Regions from separate parts of the Gossypium arboreum genome. Here region 1 is linked to region 2. Evidence: chromatin contacts called from public Hi-C data. All regions are on one chromosome and are shown on one strand. Each heading gives the region's core, a stretch centred on a gene start, on an enhancer-like site or on the middle of the called end of the contact. The rest is flanking DNA. Distances are from core to core; before and after follow the strand shown. Region 1 holds the start of LOC108482351. Region 2 holds the start of LOC108453716 (transcription factor MYB124).

The links. Hi-C and Micro-C count contacts between places; a contact is called where the count stands out from the background.
Region 1: a contact with region 2 is called in a Hi-C map of leaf, with 5 times the contacts expected there. The contact joins the promoter of LOC108482351 here to the promoter of LOC108453716 in region 2. A contact is called at or near these places in 2 of 5 Hi-C or Micro-C datasets (both in leaf).

Annotation. Positions count from the first base shown.
Region 1 is chr13:20,517,118-20,524,226 of ASM2569848v2, forward strand. It overlaps LOC108482351, which reads right to left and starts at 2,688. Exons shown (of 1, transcript XM_017785478.2): 1 at 1,815-2,688. The coding sequence starts at 2,605. The coding sequence ends at 1,991.
Region 2 is chr13:20,347,621-20,354,515 of ASM2569848v2, forward strand. LOC108453716 (transcription factor MYB124) reads right to left here and starts at 2,433. Exons shown (of 12, transcript XM_017751996.2): 1 at 1,693-2,433; 2 at 1,537-1,583; 3 at 1,383-1,439; 4 at 1,183-1,255; 5 at 781-836; 6 at 479-658; 7 at 208-392; 8 at 1-40. The coding sequence starts at 1,773.

The DNA of each region.
Region 1 (7,109 bases), core at 1,438-3,937, 170 kb after region 2:
AAAGTAATTCTTAAAATGTTTAAGATTTTAAAAATAAAAGTTAGGTTTGAAATATGAATGTGAACCTAAATTATTTAGTAGTAATTGAAGGCTGGAATGGTACATATTGAATGCAGATTAGTTTGAATTTAGGTTAGAGAAATTGAATTTTAAATTTGAATGAATGGATGGCTAGATGGTGGGTTATAAGACCAAAAGAGCTGAAAAGAAGAAACAAATGCTGGCTACGCCAATTTATAACATAGTTTTGGAGGGGATGATGTGTCGGGAATGGAAAGACCAACCTTGTTAGTTTTCTGTTATCACCATCATGACGATATTGCTATTTGCTAGCTATCTTGCTATTTTCTTATTCATTCTACACAACACCAAATACGAGTTTTTCACAGGGGAAAAGCGCTTACCACATTTACAAAGTTGATCCAAGATGCATATTGGTCATTGAATGATCAATGTTGTTGTAAAGGAACAATCCATTACTTATGGATGGATAGATTATATAACTTGTTACTATGCACCATGGCAACATATTGCATCAAGATGTCATATATGAGCATTAATTCAAAAGCTAGTAACTGTTTATTCTCCTTAAATCCGCCGGCCTCTTTTTCAACGTTGCCTTAGCCAGTTGGATTAGTCGACTTGAGTGAATTCCTCGATCGAGTTTTCTTTTTTATTTTAGAGATCAGAGCAGGGGTCTGGATTTTATGTCTTGGCTCTATAATTGTTTCTTCTTCCTTGATGAGGTCTTTAATTAGCTTAAAGTCTCTTGTGACGATCTCCCTTGGGGAGGCAGCTTCTGAGTTCTGAACGAAAGAGAGAAGACTAGTTGACCCCGACTTAGATATGTGCTGAGGTGGAACGGTGCCATTGCTTATGACGTTGATCTTCGCCTTGTGTACAATGTATATTGCATTAGTATTAAACTTTTTCTACTGTGTCAGGCTTTTGATTTGTTGATAGAGACATGGTTCGGGGATTTCATTTGTCTGCGTCGCTAATCTATCTCGTTGGGGAGGGCTGGGTTTATCGATCAAAATGTTCGGACTAGTAGATCGGTAACCATGGTTTCTCCCTACCTTGTACTTGTTTTCTTAAAGCCGTTTTTTGTTTTTTTGGTTCGCTTGTGGGTAAGGCTGTTCCATGTCGGCTTACGACGTGGACGTTCTCTTGGGTCTGTTTTGTACTGATCTCTCCCGCTCTGGGAGTTGAAAATGAACAACAAAAAAGAACCTATATCAGGTAAGGTTTAGAGGAAGTTCAGATGGTGAAGTTCGGATGTTCATTGTTTGATATACAACACAACTTGATTAACTCAATTTGGACCTCAACTCGTTCCAACAGGAACTCAAATTGACTTGAATCCAAACTGATTTGAACCTAACTTGAAATGATCAAAACCGAATATAAGCCTCAAACCCGGAATGATACAAAACTGAAACAACCTAAACCAGAAGTGCTCTAAACTAGTAGAATCAGAATTATCCAAGGAAAACATGAGTCTTGAACCCGAAAGATACAAATTCAAAACAATTTGAACTTATAATGGCTTAAGCCCGAAATACCCAAAAGATATAAAATTCTAATTAATATATCTAAATTGATTCGATGCAAAACTAATCTAATTTGCTCAATTAACAAGTCTAGTTGGAAAATCGATAATTTAGAGAAATCCATTAGGCTACTACTCCTACTAGTTAACCTCGCACCAGTAAAATCAAAATGCATCATCTGAAATAGAGAGCCTCAAACCATGTGCTCTGAAGTGTAATCAAAGGACCCCAATAGGTGCAGTAAAATTGAAATGCATCATCTTTAGTACTAAAATGCATAATCAAAGGAGCCCAGAATTGTACACATATAGTTAATCAAATGAAAATTTAAAGAGATACATTATCTTCTCAATTAAACTATAACAATGTGACACCAAAGTTGTATAAAAAAAATATCAAAGCAAAACCCAGAATTTACATACCTTTCCAGCTTTAACCTAAAACCCCTTAGGTCCAGTTTCTTTCAAAACAACAGGTTTCTCGGCCATGGCGAGACAGTACTTTGCAATCTCTCTAAACCTAGGGACGCTCCTAAGATCAACCTTAGTTCCATCTTTCAAGGTTATGATAACGTCACCCCATTCACCTATGAAACGCGGCACCACCTGCACGTCCTTAATCACCTTGTAAGAGAAATCGCTCCTATCCTGACCCGTCAGTCCCGAAATAACCGTCACCCGCAGGTTGGTGAACCTGTACCTGAGGAAAAACCCCCTCGAAACGGCGGCTAGAGTCAACGGCAGCCATAGAAGAGTGAAACCCAGAAGCAGATTGGCTAAGAGGTCCCCGTAGTGGGCTCCGCCGTCGAAGAAGATGGTTTCTTCTTTGGGGCTTTTGGAGGAGGGTTGGGCGGGAGTGGTGGTTGCGGCGGGTTGGTCAGTTGGGGAGGACACGTGGAGCCTGGAGGACGGTCTGTTGTTTCCAGAAATGGATTTGAAGAGGAAGTTACGTACAGGAAATTTGGAGGAGGGATGGAGGGAAAGGTGGGTGATAGAAGTGGCGCCCGCGGCGGTGGCTATGGCGGCCGGTGAAAGAAGAGAAGTAGAGGCCATGAAGGATTATCCGTTTGAGAAGAGGCAGATGGGGAGAGGCAGTTAAGTTGAGCCGTTGCTGGTCGTGTATTTGCCACGTCACACGCTAAAAACTCACTATTTAGTTCTGGTCAAATTCTGCTATTAGTCCCTGCATTATGCATAAATTATTTATTAGTTTTTAATTTGGGTCAATTTTAATTTTTATATTGTTTTCAAATTTTAAAACTTTAATTCTGATCAGATGAAATATGTCAAATTCCTTAATGCTCCATTTCGAAACATGAGTCGAAAATTTTAAATCTAAACTTCATTTATTATGTAAATGATAAGAATGAAATGCATATATTATGGATAGAATAATTGAAATTCAATCTAATATATTAGAAAATTGTAAGGGTAAACTATACCCATGGTCAATCTAAAATAGAGATTTTCCTATTTTAGTTAATTAATTTTTTTCTCAATTTAGTCCCACTGAGTAAAAAATTTTCCAAACTAATTACTATTATTAAATTTTTCATCATCTTCTACAAATTATTGACGTGACACATTAATCCCTTGAGTGACCGATACATGGCAATTTATTTTTTGTTGACTTTTTCGAGCACCATTTCATCTTTGAAGAAATCTTATTTTCTTTGTTGAACGTCCACCAATTCCCTATCCTACATTACCCTTATTGCATCTGTAACACCCCTAACCCGTATCCATTGCCAGAATAAGGTTACGAGGCATTACCGAATAATACACATCGTTCACATACAATTATGCATTCATAATCAATATCCGTTCAACTCATACACATTGTCCCTTATAAGGTCTTACGAGGCCTTAAAACATGCCTAGAAGTAGTTTGGGACTAAACCGATAACATTAGTAAACTTTGAGAAACTTTTAAAATTTTCAAACATTAAAGGGTCGCACACTTGTGTGAATAGGCCGTGTGTCTCACACGGTCACCAGAAACACCCTGTCATAGGCCGTGTGAAAACAAGGCATACATACTGACCTGTAGCATACGGTCGAGGACACGCCTGTGTGCCATGACTATGGAAAAACTGAAGGGGTTACTGACTTGTGTCACACAACCAGCCACACGCCCATGTGCCAGCCCGTGTGTCACACACAGCCAGTAGACACGCTCGTGTGTCTAGACCGAGTCAAACCTGTAAGGTATACTGACTTTAACTCGAAGGGTATCCCAGGAGACACACGATCGTGTAACTTAACCACATGTCGCACATGGCTGAGACACAAGCCCGTGTCTCTGCCCGTGTCTCTGCCCGTGTGGACAAAAATAGGCCATTTGTAAAGCTAAATTTCCACCCTTTTCTCATGTACACAAAGTAACCAAATTGGTACCAATTCAACACATATATAGGCAGCCAAAACATGCCAAATCAATATGCCACAATCATCAATTTCACATAACTACTAAATGCATTTACTCATCAAATTATCATCTATATCATGACACAAATTTTACCATATCATTCAAAATCAAACCACAATATGCCAATCTTCCAAGCATTAATACATCAACTACGAATTAACCAAATAAACAACCATTTGGCTATATCAACAACTATGGCAAACATACCAAAACAGGCCGACATATAGGGCATTATATACATCATATATATCACTTATCAAACATATAATTCAAGCAAACTTAAATGGCCATATACACCAACATTTACAAGCTAGATCTCATGGCTAATATCATAACTCAAAATATACCAAGGTGACACTAGCCTACACATGATATATACCATATATACAAAGCTTCAAAAGTACCAACAAAATGATCGATAGTGTGATGACACTTCCTGACTATCCTCGAGTCCAAGTTAGCTTTGATTCTCTATAAAACATAAACAAATAACACACAGTAAGCTTCATAGCTTAGTAAGTTCGTACTAAATATACTCAACAGTTCATAATATACAAATCATCAATTCGAACTAATTAATATTTAAATCATGATGACTAACAAACTTTTCTCATACTTACTCAATTGTTTATGAATAAGTTCATAACTTCTTCTATTTGGATTTCATGCTTTAAATGTACATACCTGTACAAATTCTTATCGAACTCATACCTTTATGTGATACTGTTGAATACTCGATATCTCGCACACTAAGTACCTTTCATAGCTGAAGCTATTATAATCTCGCACACTAAGTGCCTTTCATAGCCGAAGCTATCTCAGTCTCACACACTAAGTGCCATATATAGCCAAAGCTATTCCGATTTGCACACTAAGTGCTTTATATAGCCGAAGCTATCTCGATACGCACACTAAATGCCAAACATAATCGATTCGTCGTCATACACAACCATCGTCTCATATATATAATTTATGCAATATTAAAGCATTAAAAACATAATTGTAACAATGTTTATCACGTACAAACTTACCTCGGACGTAAAAACGATGAAACTAGTCTATTAGTCGAGTACTTTGTTCTTGTCTCGATCTAAGTCCGGGTTCCTCTTTTCTTGATCTAGATTATAACAAATTCAACTCATTTATTCACATAATCTTTCAATTTAGTCCACAAACAGATATTTAGGCATTTTTGCACTTTAGCCCCTAAATTTTCACATTTATTCAATTTAGTCCCTATTTTACAAAAACACAAATTACACAAAATTTAATAAGACCCATGCTTATTCGAATTCTCTATAGGTCACTAGCAACCCATAGTTCACATTTTTTTCACAATTTAACCCCTCAAATTACACTTTTCTCAATTTAATCCCTAATATGCATTTTTACTCAAAATTACTTTACAAAACATGTATATCAAACACCAAGCTTTCGTATTTCATCATCAAACATCCAAAAACACATGAATTTATCAATTTTAGCTTTCAAAATCATCAACACTTTCAAAATTTGAGGCATGGGCTAGCTACAATACAAAGTAACAATTACAAAAATCAAAAATCGAGCTCAAATCACTTACCAAATAAGCAAGGAGAGTGCCGAATGTAACAAGCCCTAAATGGTTTTCTCCTTTGCTATAAACTGTTGAAGAAAGATGAATGAAATTCATCTTTTTGTTTTTTTTAATTAAAACTTAAGTTAATAACTAATTTACCAATTTGACCTTGATTTAAAACATTAATAAATCACATAATATAAGGCCATTAATGTCCGTTAACCTTATAAATGGAAAAATAACATCATAAGGACCTTTGGTTTAATAAACCATAGCAATTAGGCACTTTTATCAAATAGAATGCAACTTTTGCATTTTACGCGATTTAGTCCTTTTCTCAAATTAACCACTTAAACGATAAAATTATTTCACGAAATTTTCACACATACATATTCACATGTCGTAACACATGAAATAATATTAAAATAATTTTTTGAACTTAGATTTGTGGTTTCAAAACTACTATTTTGATTTAGTTAAAATCGGGCTGTTACAGCATCACTTGCACCCTTCGTGTTTCTCGATAGTGAGGCACCTTTGTGCAAGTGTAACACCAGAAAATGATAAAAAAAAATAGCAACAACAAAACAAAACATATCAAGAAACTCATTTTCCTATTCAAATCTAGTCGCATACTCAATGCCCACTACATCTGCTTCATAACTCCCTCAACCCTCTTTCTTCTCCTAGTCTCTTTCTTTTCATCCATTTACCCCTTTATCTATCAACTCTTTTCTCCCACCTTTGAATCCCACCTCAGTTTCCTTCAAAAAAATGCCCCAATATTCTCTATTAAACCCATCATCTTAAATTTCCTCTATACTTTTATCTTCTTTATATTCTCTTTCTTAACTATATTACTTACATTGTTTTTTTACGTATTTTATGTCCGAACCCTTAAGCTTTTATCCTCTATTAATGTAACTTTCACTTCCTTCTTCCTTCTCCCCTCGACTTCCTTTGTAACCTAATTTATCGTTTATGGAATTAAACAGCCAAACTTATATATTGTGTTGCAAATTCTTCATCAAGCTTTCCATGTAATAACATTTAAGAAAAATTTTATATGTATTATATGTCCTGAATCATTTGGTGTAATATGATTGAAAATTTTATCAAACATTTTGAAATTATTTTTGAAGACTTGCAAAATACTAAAAATTATGCTTTAAATGTGTTTTAATTTATCTAAATATTTTTGGGTTAATACTAAAATGTTCTAAGTTGTTTAAAATGGTTTTAAGGGACTTCGGTATGCAAGTCTCAAGATATATGACTATATGTCTTCAGATAAGAAAACATCGAAGTAAAATTCTACTTCAGGAGTTGCATGTCTTAAGACAAAATCCTATTTGTTTCGAAACAAAAGCTTATATGCCTCGAGACATGGCATCCTAATGACTATATAACGACTATTTTTTAGGTTTCCCTCGAGATATCTTGTTAGGTCTCGAAAGATGACGTGTAGGGATAATTTTTAAGCCCAAAATTAATGTTTCCAAATTCATCCCCGATAGCCATAAACATCCACAAACTTATTTCTTGGAATTAATACACTTTAAAAACACTTC
Region 2 (6,895 bases), core at 1,183-3,682:
TCCTTTCTGAGAAATGTTCCTCGAGTGCTATTATCCTGAGCTGCTAATGAATAATGGGGGAAGAGAACATAAGTGTATATTATGAAGAAGTTTAAAGGAGAGGAGCAAATAGGACAGTTTTTGGCTAATGCAAAAACTTCACTTTGCAGGTTTGACAACAGAAACATAGGTGCCAATGCCAAGAATTATCGGCTCGAGGTGATTTACCGTCGTTCGAAACCTCCTTAACATTGTTGACTTGAGATTGAACCACGACATTGTTAGCATTGCGGAGATTTTGACCCAAAACTGCAAAGGGATGTCTTAGCTGTTGATTCATCATTGTTCCAGATACTCTATGTGATCTATCTCCAAAGTTGCAGTTTTCAGTAAGATCAGAAACGTGGGATCTCCTGAATATGGATAGAATAAAAGGTTCTCAATTTTTCGAATAATTCTCGATCGTTACTATGTATTTACATTTCTAAATTTAATGTACCTCATTCTTTTGACAGAATCAGTACAGTCTGCTGTTCCATCTAAATTGAACCCATTTTGAAGTAAAATTCTTTTGTTATTTGGGTTTATACATGTTGCTGTATTCTCTTTTGCTAAGGCTTCATATTTGGCTCTCTTCTTGCATAGTGTTGAGAATCGATTTTTAACAGCATTATCCGTTCTGCATTAATAACATAATCAATGAAAATAAGTCTGGGGTTCGAATCTTAGCTTCTGCAATCCCTTCCCTTATCCCGAAACTGCACCTTCTTTGAAGTAAAAAATGAGGAAACATATGTATACCTGCCTGAAACCACCTTTGCTATTTCAGTCCATCTATTGCCAAAGACTTTTTGTGCCTGCAGTTCACCATAAGTCATCTGCTTAGAACCCATATTCAACAACCTAAGAAAAAACACACTTATCCAAATCGAAATTAGTGGTTGTTGTTTTCCTACTTTTTTGAATGACATAAACTGTGTTCCAATTAGTTTAAATGGTCTGGCCTACCTCTAAATGTTTTTTTCTGTTTGGAAAATTCAAACACCTACTGTACCAGTAACATGCAATGGCCTGCTACAGCTGATCAATCGAAGTAGCAAATTTCCTCCAAATAAATCACCATTTAATAGTTTTTGAAAAAAAAAAAAGAAGTCTGACCCCATTAACTTAAATGAAAGTAGACCATACAAAATAAATTATCACCTCACATAAAAGCATATCTTCCTCTGGTGACCATCCTCCTTTCTTGAAGTCTGAATTCAAGTATGTGTACCATCTGTGTTTTTTTTTTCATTAAAACAAACATGTTATATCAGTTCTAAAGGATCAAATCACAAATGATTGGATCAAAATGCAAAGATCATCATGATCAAAATTGATCATATCATGGTATTCAAACCAACCTCCTCCTGCACTGCCTTGTTGTTTTATCCTTGAATTTAGAGGCAATGATAGCCCAGCTGCATTCAAAGATTCAACCAAGATAAACAGAAAACATCAACAAAAACAAACCCCCTTGAATTTCCTTCATCAGTAAAAATATAGCAAAGAGCTCACTTTTCAGTTCCATGTAAACTGATTTGTCCACGAAGGATATCATCTTCCTGCAACAACAACCCCCATCAAAGAACCCATTATCAATAAGAACTCCAACACAAATCATATCAATAAATCAACATATAGATAAATAAATGAAAAAAAAAAAAAAGAAACCTCTTGGGTCCATGTCACTATATGACGCTCCTTCTTCTTGGAATCTTCATTGCCACCATTCTTCTTCCTTGTTTCCTGCATTTTTTTTAAAACTTTTGTTTTTGCTTTCACTTATCTCTTATTGACGCTCCCTTGCCCTTTTATTAAAAAACCCAAGTGGCATATGCTAAAAAGGCAGCCCCTTTCTCACCCCTTTATTAAAAGAAAAAAAGGAAAAAAAAAACACTCTTAAATCCCTGGAAAAGGAACCAACACTTCCACCATTTCCCTCTCTTTTTTCTTTTCTTTGATTTTTTTTTTTCACAATACAGCTTACTGTAGGGTTCAAATGGAATCCATATTACTCTCAAGAACTCTATGCTTTGCTTGTCCCCCTCTCCTACACCATTCCTCGGATTCTAACTTTTTCCATATATATTTGGAAAATACCACCCCACCATTTAAATGCTACTTAAAGCTTGGATTTTTTTTATTCAAAATTACATTTATATACGTAAAATTGAAAAAATAAATGGAGTAGATCTAAAATGGAGAAAGGATTGAAACTTTGATGAGAAAATAAGGGAAAAAAATGAAGACTGACTGATGAAAATGATCTGTCTGAAAATGAATTTATATTTTGGGTTTCTTTCAAAGAACGAAACTTTTTGTTTTTTTTTTCTAGTACTTTCTCTTTCTTTCAAGGCGTTTGGATTTTGATTTTCTTAATTAAAAAAATAGGGTTAAAAATATTAATTTAAATCAACGGATTCTTGCTTTAGTGCGCGGGTATGAAGGCAGAGTTTGAAAAATATTTAAAAAAATTTTAAAAATTTAAAAAGTAAATCCATAAATAAATAACGCTGAATTTCATGATATTGCTGTGCTTTTAATGAATGCTTCGCAGACTAAGTCCACTGTGCTCTCTCTAAACAATCCCCATTTTTATTACCTTTTTTTTTTTAATCTTCATTATCACTCGCATTTTTAATTAATTTTAAGTTTTAAAATATTTTAATTACGTTAATATCATCTCCTTAATTGATAAACTTTAAATATTAACTTGAATTTGACATAAATATTTATAAAAATATTTAAAATATGTTAATCAAAATTGAAAGCATATGTATATAGTGCATGGATAGGTTTTCTTTTCAACATTTTAAATTCAATTTTTATATAATAAATACATAATTATTTAAAATTTGATTCACATGTTTTAAAAATAATTTTCACTTAACATTTAAATTGTATTTAATACTCGAGCTGAAAGCTAGGTTGATAGAAGTAATTGATAGAATATACTAATGCTTTGACAACTCAAAACATTTTGAAATTTTAAATAAATTTAAAATCTTCATCATAATTGGAGAATATATAGTACAAATATCTTATGATATATAAGTAAATATAAATTAATTTTGTAAATGAATACTTTTAGAGTAACCTTAATTATTTATTAAATATAATAATTGATGTTTTTATTTATCATTTTAACATATTAAATTATATTACAATATACACAAACATTTAAAGAAATTTTTAAAAAATAATCTTATTATAAGTTTTGATTATATCTGCTTTTTGACACAATACTTAGAACTATTCATAATTCCTCTTCAACCCATAAATAGGTGGATAGTACGTTTCAACTAGAGGTGATCATGGGCGGGCGGTTGGGCCGGCCCAAATAAAATTTTAGGCTCAGTATACTAGGCCGGCCCGGCCTACCTGAAATATGGGCCTAAAATTTTGCCCAAGCCCGGCCCGAAATAAAATTACTAAGCAGAGCACTGGCGGCCTACCCATATTAATTTTTTTTCTTATTTCATTAAATAAAAAATTTAAAAATATAATAAATCAAATATATTTAAAAACATAAAAATAAATATTAAAACAAATAAAATAATACTAAAACAATTCTTAAAACAATACACAAATTAACAATATAATAAAAAATAGTTATATTAAAATTTAAAATAATTAAAAATAAAATAAAAAATATATTAATATATAATTCAGGCGGGCGGGCAGGCCCGGCCAAAAACTCTTACCGAGGCCCGGCCCGTTTTTAAACAGGCCTCTTTTTACCCAAGCCCATTTTTCGGGCCTATATTTTTACCCAAACCCTCCCATTTTTCGGACGGGCCTTCGGGCCGGGCCGGGCCGGGCCGCCCAGCCCATGATCAGCTCTAGTTTCAGCCATTCTACACATATAACTTAACTTTTAATTATTCCTAATTTAAATTCATTTGATTTTTTAATTTTGGAGGGTTAATTTTACAATTCAAAATTCTAAACAGTCCACACTGGTCTTAATGGAGGGTGAAAGTCACGCTTGAGGTCATTGGTTGGAATGCCAAATGTGTCAGTCAACGTGTTTAGTTTTCATTGGGAAGTGAACTTTACTTAGAGTTTCTGGGTATTAAAATAATTTAATAATTTACTCATTTTTACTTTCTTTATAAGATGTAAATATAATCATTACACAAATTTGTAAAATTTGAATTACTACTAATAAAATTAATTATTACAAAATATAAATCATACACCATCAAGATATCTTAAAATAATTTCACATAATTTATATATATAATAAAATTTAAACGAAAATAAATTTAGACAGAACTCGAATTTAAGATTAAAAGACATTGAAACACAATCATGTTATGGGTGAAGGAGAAAATTTTATTTAAAAATATATAAAATAAACACAGTGGATTAATCAGTTTAAAGAATTTTAAAGCTTCTAAGCTGTTGTAGTTTAAATTATTTAATTTTTAAAACCATATATCTAATTAGAATTTTTATAAATGATATATATAATAAAAATATATGAATAATTTATTTAATGTTTTGACAAAATTGTTTACAACAATATAAAACAAAATGCAACGTTTATATATATAAAATTATAACACCTAAAGCAAAATGGGGTTAGTTGCTTTCATTCAATAAAATTTGTCACTTCTCTTCAAGTGAAGCAGATAAAAAATTTAGGTTTTAGAGGAAGATACAGAAATTGTAAATCAAAATATACGAAACTACACTCTTCAGATAGGAAACTTCTCTTTTGCTCATTGTTTTGGAAGGTTATAAAAAACACAATAAAGATCTTTTGTCTTTTTATAAATAAGAAACATCATAATATTCTAAATACAATATTGTATGAATTTACCATGAATCACCCTTTTATATCACGTTTTATAATTTTTCACCTTACAATTCTAAGGTTCTTTTACAAATAATATAAAATTGGTAATTCAACTTCGTATTTATAGGTTGTGCTTAGTATAATAATGATATCTAGCCCATTAATAAAGATTATATTTTGGAGATCCGATCGAATCAAATCACCATATTTAATACCTTGAATTGTGTATATTAGGTTGGATTAGAACACTACATTCTTAACTACCAAAAGTTCATGTTTACATTTTTCATTGCTATTATATTGTATTTCAGCTTATTCTATTAATGTTGTTTAATAGGGATTTATATAAATATTTTTATGTTAGCAAGTCTCAAAATATTTTATGTAATTAAGTGACTTGTATAGATTATTGTACTGAGAGAATTAAGCACTTAATCTATCCTTGTGAGGAGCTTTATTGTAAGAATGCACATTGATAGTAAAACTCTACGCGTTGTGATTTTACTTGTTGGGTTTATAATGATGAATTTAGTGGTGAGAATACCATTCCTCAATGTGCAAAGGTGAGAAAAATTATCACGGATGTGTGATAAATTAGGATCAATTGCTATAAGTGTTAAAGATAGTGGATATTTTCATTTAGTTAAGCTCTACAAACGTAGGAAAATTGAACTGCATAAACAACTCTTTTTTATTATGTTTGTTTACTATTTTACTTTCAACACTGAAGGAGTGCCTACTTATTTATCACTCCTTCAAATACTTGGCTTGTTTCTTAGCAACTGTTTGAACTAATAGAATATACCATTAAAACATTAAGAAAAATACTTCTTAAAATTTTAAGGTAATTTACATTAATAGGCTTAATTAACTAAACATTTTCTAATAATATAATGGTAAATGTTGAAATTATCCGTCAAAAAATATAAATATTGTTAATTTTAATATTTCATGATGATATTTAAGATTTAAGATTTTATGAGTTTGTGTTGTTTTCTTATATAAATAAATTTTATTGCGTTTTCAAAAAAAATTACAATGATATATATTATTAATAAACATAAATTTTAATTTGTTTATTTTTAAATAATATTATTTTTTAGTTTAAATAAAAATAAATTAATACATTTATCTCAAAATTAATATATGATTAAAATAAATATATTTAAATATTTAGTCTATATTTAAATTAAAATTTAATTCAATAGAAATTAAAATAAATTTAAAATTTAACATTTTTACGATGTCGTGGTTACAAAAAGTATTTTCTTTCCAACTACACAATTTACTTTCACTACAATAAAATAGGCCTACTATGACACTTTTTTTTACTTATGATGACGCAAAAAAGGTTGGCATAGGCACTCTCGACAATTTTCACGACGCTTCTGAAACCGTCATTGTTAGCACCGTTGGCATAGGTATCTCGACACTTTGGAAAAAGTGTTGGCATAATTCAACCTAGGTCGACCTTTATTTAAGGATTGCCAAAGACCTAGTCAAGGCTAACCTTTAAAAAAGGTTGGGATAGAAGAAAATAGGCAACTTAAAAAAGTTGGAATGAAGCATTCATATGCCGACTTTTAAAAAGTTGGCTCATGCCCCCGTCAAAGACGACTTAAAATTGGTTGAGTTCGGTCGCACTTGGTCCGACTTTTAAAGAGTTGGCTCATGTTCCAACCAAAGCCAACCTAAAAAAAGTTGAGTTAGTGTATGTTTATTCCGACACAAGAAACGTTGATTTAGGGTCAATCAAGACATCAGGTTAGACCGTGCCTACGCTAGCTTTATAAAGGTTGTACTAAATGTAATCAAAATCGACTCAAAAAAGGTTGAGATAGACCATTTTATGCCAACCTTAAAAATGTTGGGATAGACCTGTCTAAGGCAACCTTAAAAAGGTTGGGATAAACCTTGTCTGTGCTAACACCTTACCTAGTTGGCTCAGATCCCAAGTTTTTTACAACTTTTTTTCCTGACTTTTGAAGAGCTTATTTTGGCGAAATATGAGAAACTTTGTATGTGTTGGGTATGGACAAGTTTGAGACGATATTAATTGAACAGTTAACA